2 separate regions of the Oryctolagus cuniculus genome follow, and region 2 is linked to region 1. A link is a contact called in public Hi-C data. All regions are on one chromosome and are shown on one strand. Each heading gives the region's core, a stretch centred on a gene start, on an enhancer-like site or on the middle of the called end of the contact. The rest is flanking DNA. Distances are from core to core; before and after follow the strand shown. Region 1 overlaps SGMS1 (sphingomyelin synthase 1). Region 2 overlaps SGMS1 (sphingomyelin synthase 1).

Region 1 (2,587 bases), core at 45-2,544:
ACAAAGTGAGGAATTAAAAAAATTGGGGGCCGATGTTGTGCAATGAGTTAAGCCACTGCCTGCAATCCTGGCACCCTATGTGAATGCTGGCTTGAATCCTGGTTGCTTCTGATCCACCTCTCTGCAGAAGTGCCTGGGAAAGCAGTGGAAGATAACCCCAGTGCCTGGGGCCCTGAGACCCACATTGAGAGACCTGGATGGTGTTCTGAGCTCCTGGCTTTGGCCTGTCCTGGACCTGGCCATTGTGGCCATTTGAGGAATGAAGCAGTGGATGGAAGCTCTCCCTCTCCCTCTCTGTCACTCTGCCTTTTGAGTCAATAAAATAAAGTCTTTTTAACAAAACAATTGGGAATGGAGTTCCTAAGAGCCACAGGTTTAAGTGAAGATTGGGGATTGAAGGAAGTACTAAGGGCAGCATGGTGGAGGAGAGACTCCAGGGAGCCTGTCTCCTAAAGAAGTGGGGCAGTTGGCTGGAGGTGACCCTCACACAGCGACAGAGGCAGGGGAAATCTGGCTGCAGGGGGAGACAGCAGGACCAGCAAGGAGATTTTGCCCACAGGCTTCCTGTGGGGGCAGAAGACTGAGCTGGAAATAGAGGTGTGGGTGTGCCTGAGGCCAAGGCCAAGGGGGTAGGACTTTATTACTTTTTTTTTTTTTGGAGGGAGTTCACTTTGAAGAAGAACCTAAGACTTTATTACTCTTGAGGGAAGTAGGGGAAAGGAGAGAGTGTGAGGATGGGGCAGGGTAGTGACTGGCGGAGAAGGGAGTAGGGACGTGTGCCTGGCATGCCGGAGGAAAGGTCTCGGGACCGAGATGTCATTGTGAAAGAGGCGTGCCCTGTGTGGGCTGGTCGATGGCCGCCTGCCCAAACAGGTCTGTCCTAATCACAGGAGAGGGAGGAAAGGGGGAGGAGGGCGGTGGAGGCAGACTGACCTGGCTGCCTGGGCACGCCTCTGAGGTTGTGCTGAACTTCTTGAGGCAGTTTTGTGATAGGGGAAGCAAAAGGGCCCTTTGAGGGGATGGACATCATGGTATTGTTTGTTAAGCTGTCACTCCAGATGCCTGCATAGAGTCCTGGCTACTTCACTTTTCATCCAGCTTCCTGCTTAATGCTCCAGGGAGGCAGCAGACGATAACTCAAGTGTTTTGGCCCCTGCCACCTACATGGGAGACTCAGATGGAGTTTTGGGTTCTCTCACTCCCTAAATGGCTTCAACAGCTAAGGCTGGGCCAGGCTGTAGCTTGGAGCCAGGAGTTCCATATGAGTCTCCCACGTGTGTATCAGGGGCCCAAGTACTTGGGTCATCTTGAGCTGCTTTTCCAGGCACAATAACAGGAACTTGAATCATACAGTGGAACAGCCAAACTCCTAACTGGCTCTCTGATTAAAAACAAAAACAAAAACAAACAAAAACTGGGATGCCACCAGTTTTTTCTTCTGTCTCCTCCAGCTGTGTGTTTTCAAATAGCCTGCCTTCATGTTCAGCAGTTCTGTTTGATCTATTCTGCTGTTGATGCTTTCTATTGCATTTTGAAGTTTTGTTTAAAAACTTTAGTTTTTAAGAAATATTTAATGTTAACTCCATCTCCTTTTTTGAAATTCATGGAGTTTTCTTAAAACAGTTATTTGGAATTCTGCATTTAAGAGTTTGCAGATAACAGTTGCTCCATGGCCAGTTTTTGGTGTCTCATTTTGTTCATTGGGTGAGGTCATGGTTCCCTGAAAATTCCTGATGCTTGTTGGTATACAGTGTCATCTGCACCTTGAAGGATTAGAACCTTATTCAAGTCTTCATAGTATGGCTTAGTTTGTGCCTTTCCTTCCAGGAATTTTAAGCAGTCTGCTTATTTTCTCGGCTTGTGGGCACTTCCGCTATTTCAGCACTAGATTGTGCTCTAAGTACGTGTTTGCTGTGAGTCCGCTGTTAGTGTGGTGTTGTTATTTCAGCACTAGAGGGTGCCCCAAGCCAAATTTGTTTCAAATTTTTTGTCGGTATATTCTGGATGGAGTATCTGAAAAGGGTAGTCCATCCCCACCAGCCCCTATTGGAGACTAGGATAGGTTCAGACACCTCATCCACAGCCACTGTGATTGGGCCCTTCAGGATTCTGCCCTGCTCTGAGCCTCATTGTGGAGGGACTCGTCTGAAGGTCTTGGGTAGCAGCTTGGCACTCACTTCCCTTTTCTTCCCTAAGCAGACAATTACTCTGTGTTGTGCTGTTTGGGGTTGGAGAGGAATGATATGGGCAGTCCTGTGGCGTCAGTGCTACAATGCTAGGTCATACCAGAGCTAATAGCCTGCTAAGACCAGCACAGCATGGGAGTAGGACCAAGGGCTGCTTACTGCCGAGTTTAAACTTGTTAGTAGTCACAGGTGATACTGGCTGGGGTATAAGGCTGATTGACTGGGACCATGGGTCTCCACCTGGCACTAAGATGTGTCCAAAGGCTCCTAATTTTATAGGCACTGGTGTGGGGACAGGAACTGTTAGTATCTGCACAGTGTTGGGTTTTACTAGCACAACAGTAAGTTCTAAGACACAGTCCTGTGCTTACTTTCCTACCCTGCTCCCCAGCGACTGGAGC
Region 2 (2,587 bases), core at 47-2,546, 260 kb after region 1:
TACAATATTCTGGGTTAACAGTTTTTTTTCTTAAGGCTTAGAATATATCTCGCCATTCTTTCCTAGCCTGTAGGGTTTCTGATGAGAAGTCAGCTGTGAGTCTAATTGGAGATCCTCTGAAAGCAATCTGTTCTTTCTCTCATGCATACTTTAGAATCTTATCTTTATGTTTTACTGTGAGGTTAATTACAATGTGTTTTGGTAAGATCTTTTCTGGTCTTGTCTATTAGTGATCCTATATGCTTCCTGTACTTGGACGTCCCTTCCTTTCTCCAAATTGGGGAAGTTTTCTGTAATGATTTCACCCAAAAGGCTTTCTAATCCATTCTCTCTTTCATGCCTACAGGAGCTCTTAAGATTACCTGTATGTTGGGTAGTTTGATAGTATCCATTGATCTCCAACACTGTTTTTTTTGTTTTCTAATTTCCTCTTCTTTTTTTGTTGTGACTGTAAAATTTCCAGAGGTTTCTCTCCTAACTTGGATATTCTTTCTTCTTCCTCACTGATTCTGTTGTTAAGGCTTTCCACTGCATTTTTTTTAATTGAATTTTACATTTCCAGTATTTTGTTATTTAATCTCAATTTCACAAGAAAAAAATTTCTTTCATATCATGTATAGATTTCTTTAGTTTGTGGATTTGCTTCTGATTACTTCTAAGTAATCCTACAATCAATTTTGAATTCCATTTCTTGCATTTCATCAGTCTCTTCATTTTCACATTCTATTATTGAAGTGTTGTAGTCCTTTGTGGGCATCATGTTGTCTTCCCTATTCTTGTTTCTTGAATTGCTGCATTTATTTTTAGGCATTTATGGAAATACTTATTGTTTTTTTTTTTTTTTTCCTTGTGATGACTTTTATCTTTGGACTATGCTTCTGTGGATTAGTGGAGTGTCTGCTCTTTCAGTGAATACCCTGAGTGAGGTGTGTGCTGGGTATGGCCAGGGAGCTCTGTTCAGTGCTCCAGGGTGAGGGGAGTGTCCAAGGTGACTCCCAAATTAGGAGTAAATCTCTCTTTTTTTTTCCTTCTAAAAGGGGAGATTTGTTCAGCTCTGTTGGTCTAATCTCATGCTCACCTCCAAGGAGACCAATGCTTGGGCGCTAGCCCCGCTGGGTACGATATTCACCTCTTCTGCCACTAAAACCACACAAATGATCCGTGCAGTCCTTGGCGTGAGCACAGATCCTGCAGCAGTGATCCTCCCCAGGGAATCAGGGAGCCCTGAATGTGTTGAGCCATCCACAGTGACTGCCCGAAGTCCCAGCCTCACCCTCCTCCTTCACACACAGCCTCAGTGTTTTCACAGTCCCAGCACACAAGGCTGCCACAGTCACGAGCTCCCAGGCCCCTGTCTCCTCTTGGCTGGTTGTTGGGCACAGGGAGAGAAGCTTGTGCTAGTTAGAGGACATCAGTGCCAGGTGGTCAGGGAGAGCGAAACGTGCCCCCGTTTTTTTCCCTCTAGGTTGGCAGGTACACTGTCCCCCACAGGGCTGCACGCCAGACTTACACCAGGCTCTTCCCTCAGCTTTATCTGCAGTGGCTTGGGCTGCTGCCATCTGCCATCTGGTCTCACCTCACTATCCGGAGCTGGTGCTGGGGCTCTCAGCTGCTTGGTTCTGAGTTGTGTACGTCCACACCCTCCACGTGGATCTACAGTGTCCCTTGATTTGCATGGAGTTTCCTCTGCTGTTTTCTCCTTAACTCTTTCCTGAAATTGCACTTTCTCCACGTTTTTTTTTTTTTTTAACTATCTTTCCCCAGACCAGAGCAGTAAACTCCCTCCCTGTTCCACCATCTTGCTGCCTCTCCTGATCATTTTCTTATAAATTCTTTACAATCTGTCAGTCATCTTTGATTAGTTGCATGGTTTTAAATTTGTTGCATTAAGTTATAGTCAGAGACACCAGAGAATAAAGCTTGTTAAAATTTTGTATAAAAACAGCAGTAAATATTTATAGTGATAGGATAAGTCCTTCTGCTAAATTGTGTGCTCTTTAATGTTTATTTTGTTAACACCCTCAGCAGTCTTGTGGGAGGGCAGGATAGCTCAGAAGGGCATTAAGTTTGCAAGAAAAACTCGAAATGGCCATGTTGCTAATTATAGCCACTGGATGTGCGATAAGATCTTACGGGTATGGTGGAGATAGCATCAATTGATAACTAAGAAAACAGGGTTCTAGTTCTTGCAATTCCATTATTTAATGGTGTCATTTGGCCCAGGACGTTTGCTGGAAGTTAACTCCAGCATTGGTTTTAACTGGAAATGAGTGCTGGGATGTTATTTCATTGACTTTATACTGCCCCCTGGTGGTGATGTACCTTATTCCAAACCTGATGTAGTCCCTTCACAGCCTGTGTTCCATGCAGACCTGTTTCATGGATCAGGAATGTCCCTTCTGGGAAGTTAAGCTTTGCTGCTAGCAGTTGTCAGTCAGTTGATAAAGAAGGCAGGGGCTGGTGCTGTGGCATAGCGGCTTAAGCCGCCACCTGCAGTGCCGGCATCCCATATGGGCGCCAGTTCGAGTCCCAGCTGCTCTACTTCTGATCCAGCTCTCTGCTATGGCCTGGGAAAGCAGTAGAAGAT

What was found. Hi-C and Micro-C count contacts between places; a contact is called where the count stands out from the background.
Region 2: a contact with region 1 is called in a Hi-C map of an unstated tissue, with 6 times the contacts expected there. The contact joins two enhancer-like sites. A contact is called at or near these places in 4 of 6 Hi-C or Micro-C datasets (liver, psoas muscle, skin fibroblasts and 1 more).

What each region holds. Positions count from the first base shown.
Region 1 is chr15:43,287,852-43,290,438 of mOryCun1.1, forward strand. The region is part of intron 1 of SGMS1 (sphingomyelin synthase 1); the gene reads left to right. Among named protein-coding and RNA genes, the nearest start is that of SGMS1, 15 kb to the left of the region's middle. Within about 2 kb of position 1,295, at least 1 of the 8 cell types and tissues checked has an H3K27ac peak or open chromatin away from gene starts, as enhancers often do.
Region 2 is chr15:43,550,200-43,552,786 of mOryCun1.1, forward strand. All of the region lies in intron 6 of SGMS1 (sphingomyelin synthase 1), which reads left to right. Among named protein-coding and RNA genes, the nearest start is that of ASAH2, 74 kb to the right of the region's middle. Within about 2 kb of position 1,297, at least 2 of the 8 cell types and tissues checked have an H3K27ac peak or open chromatin away from gene starts, as enhancers often do.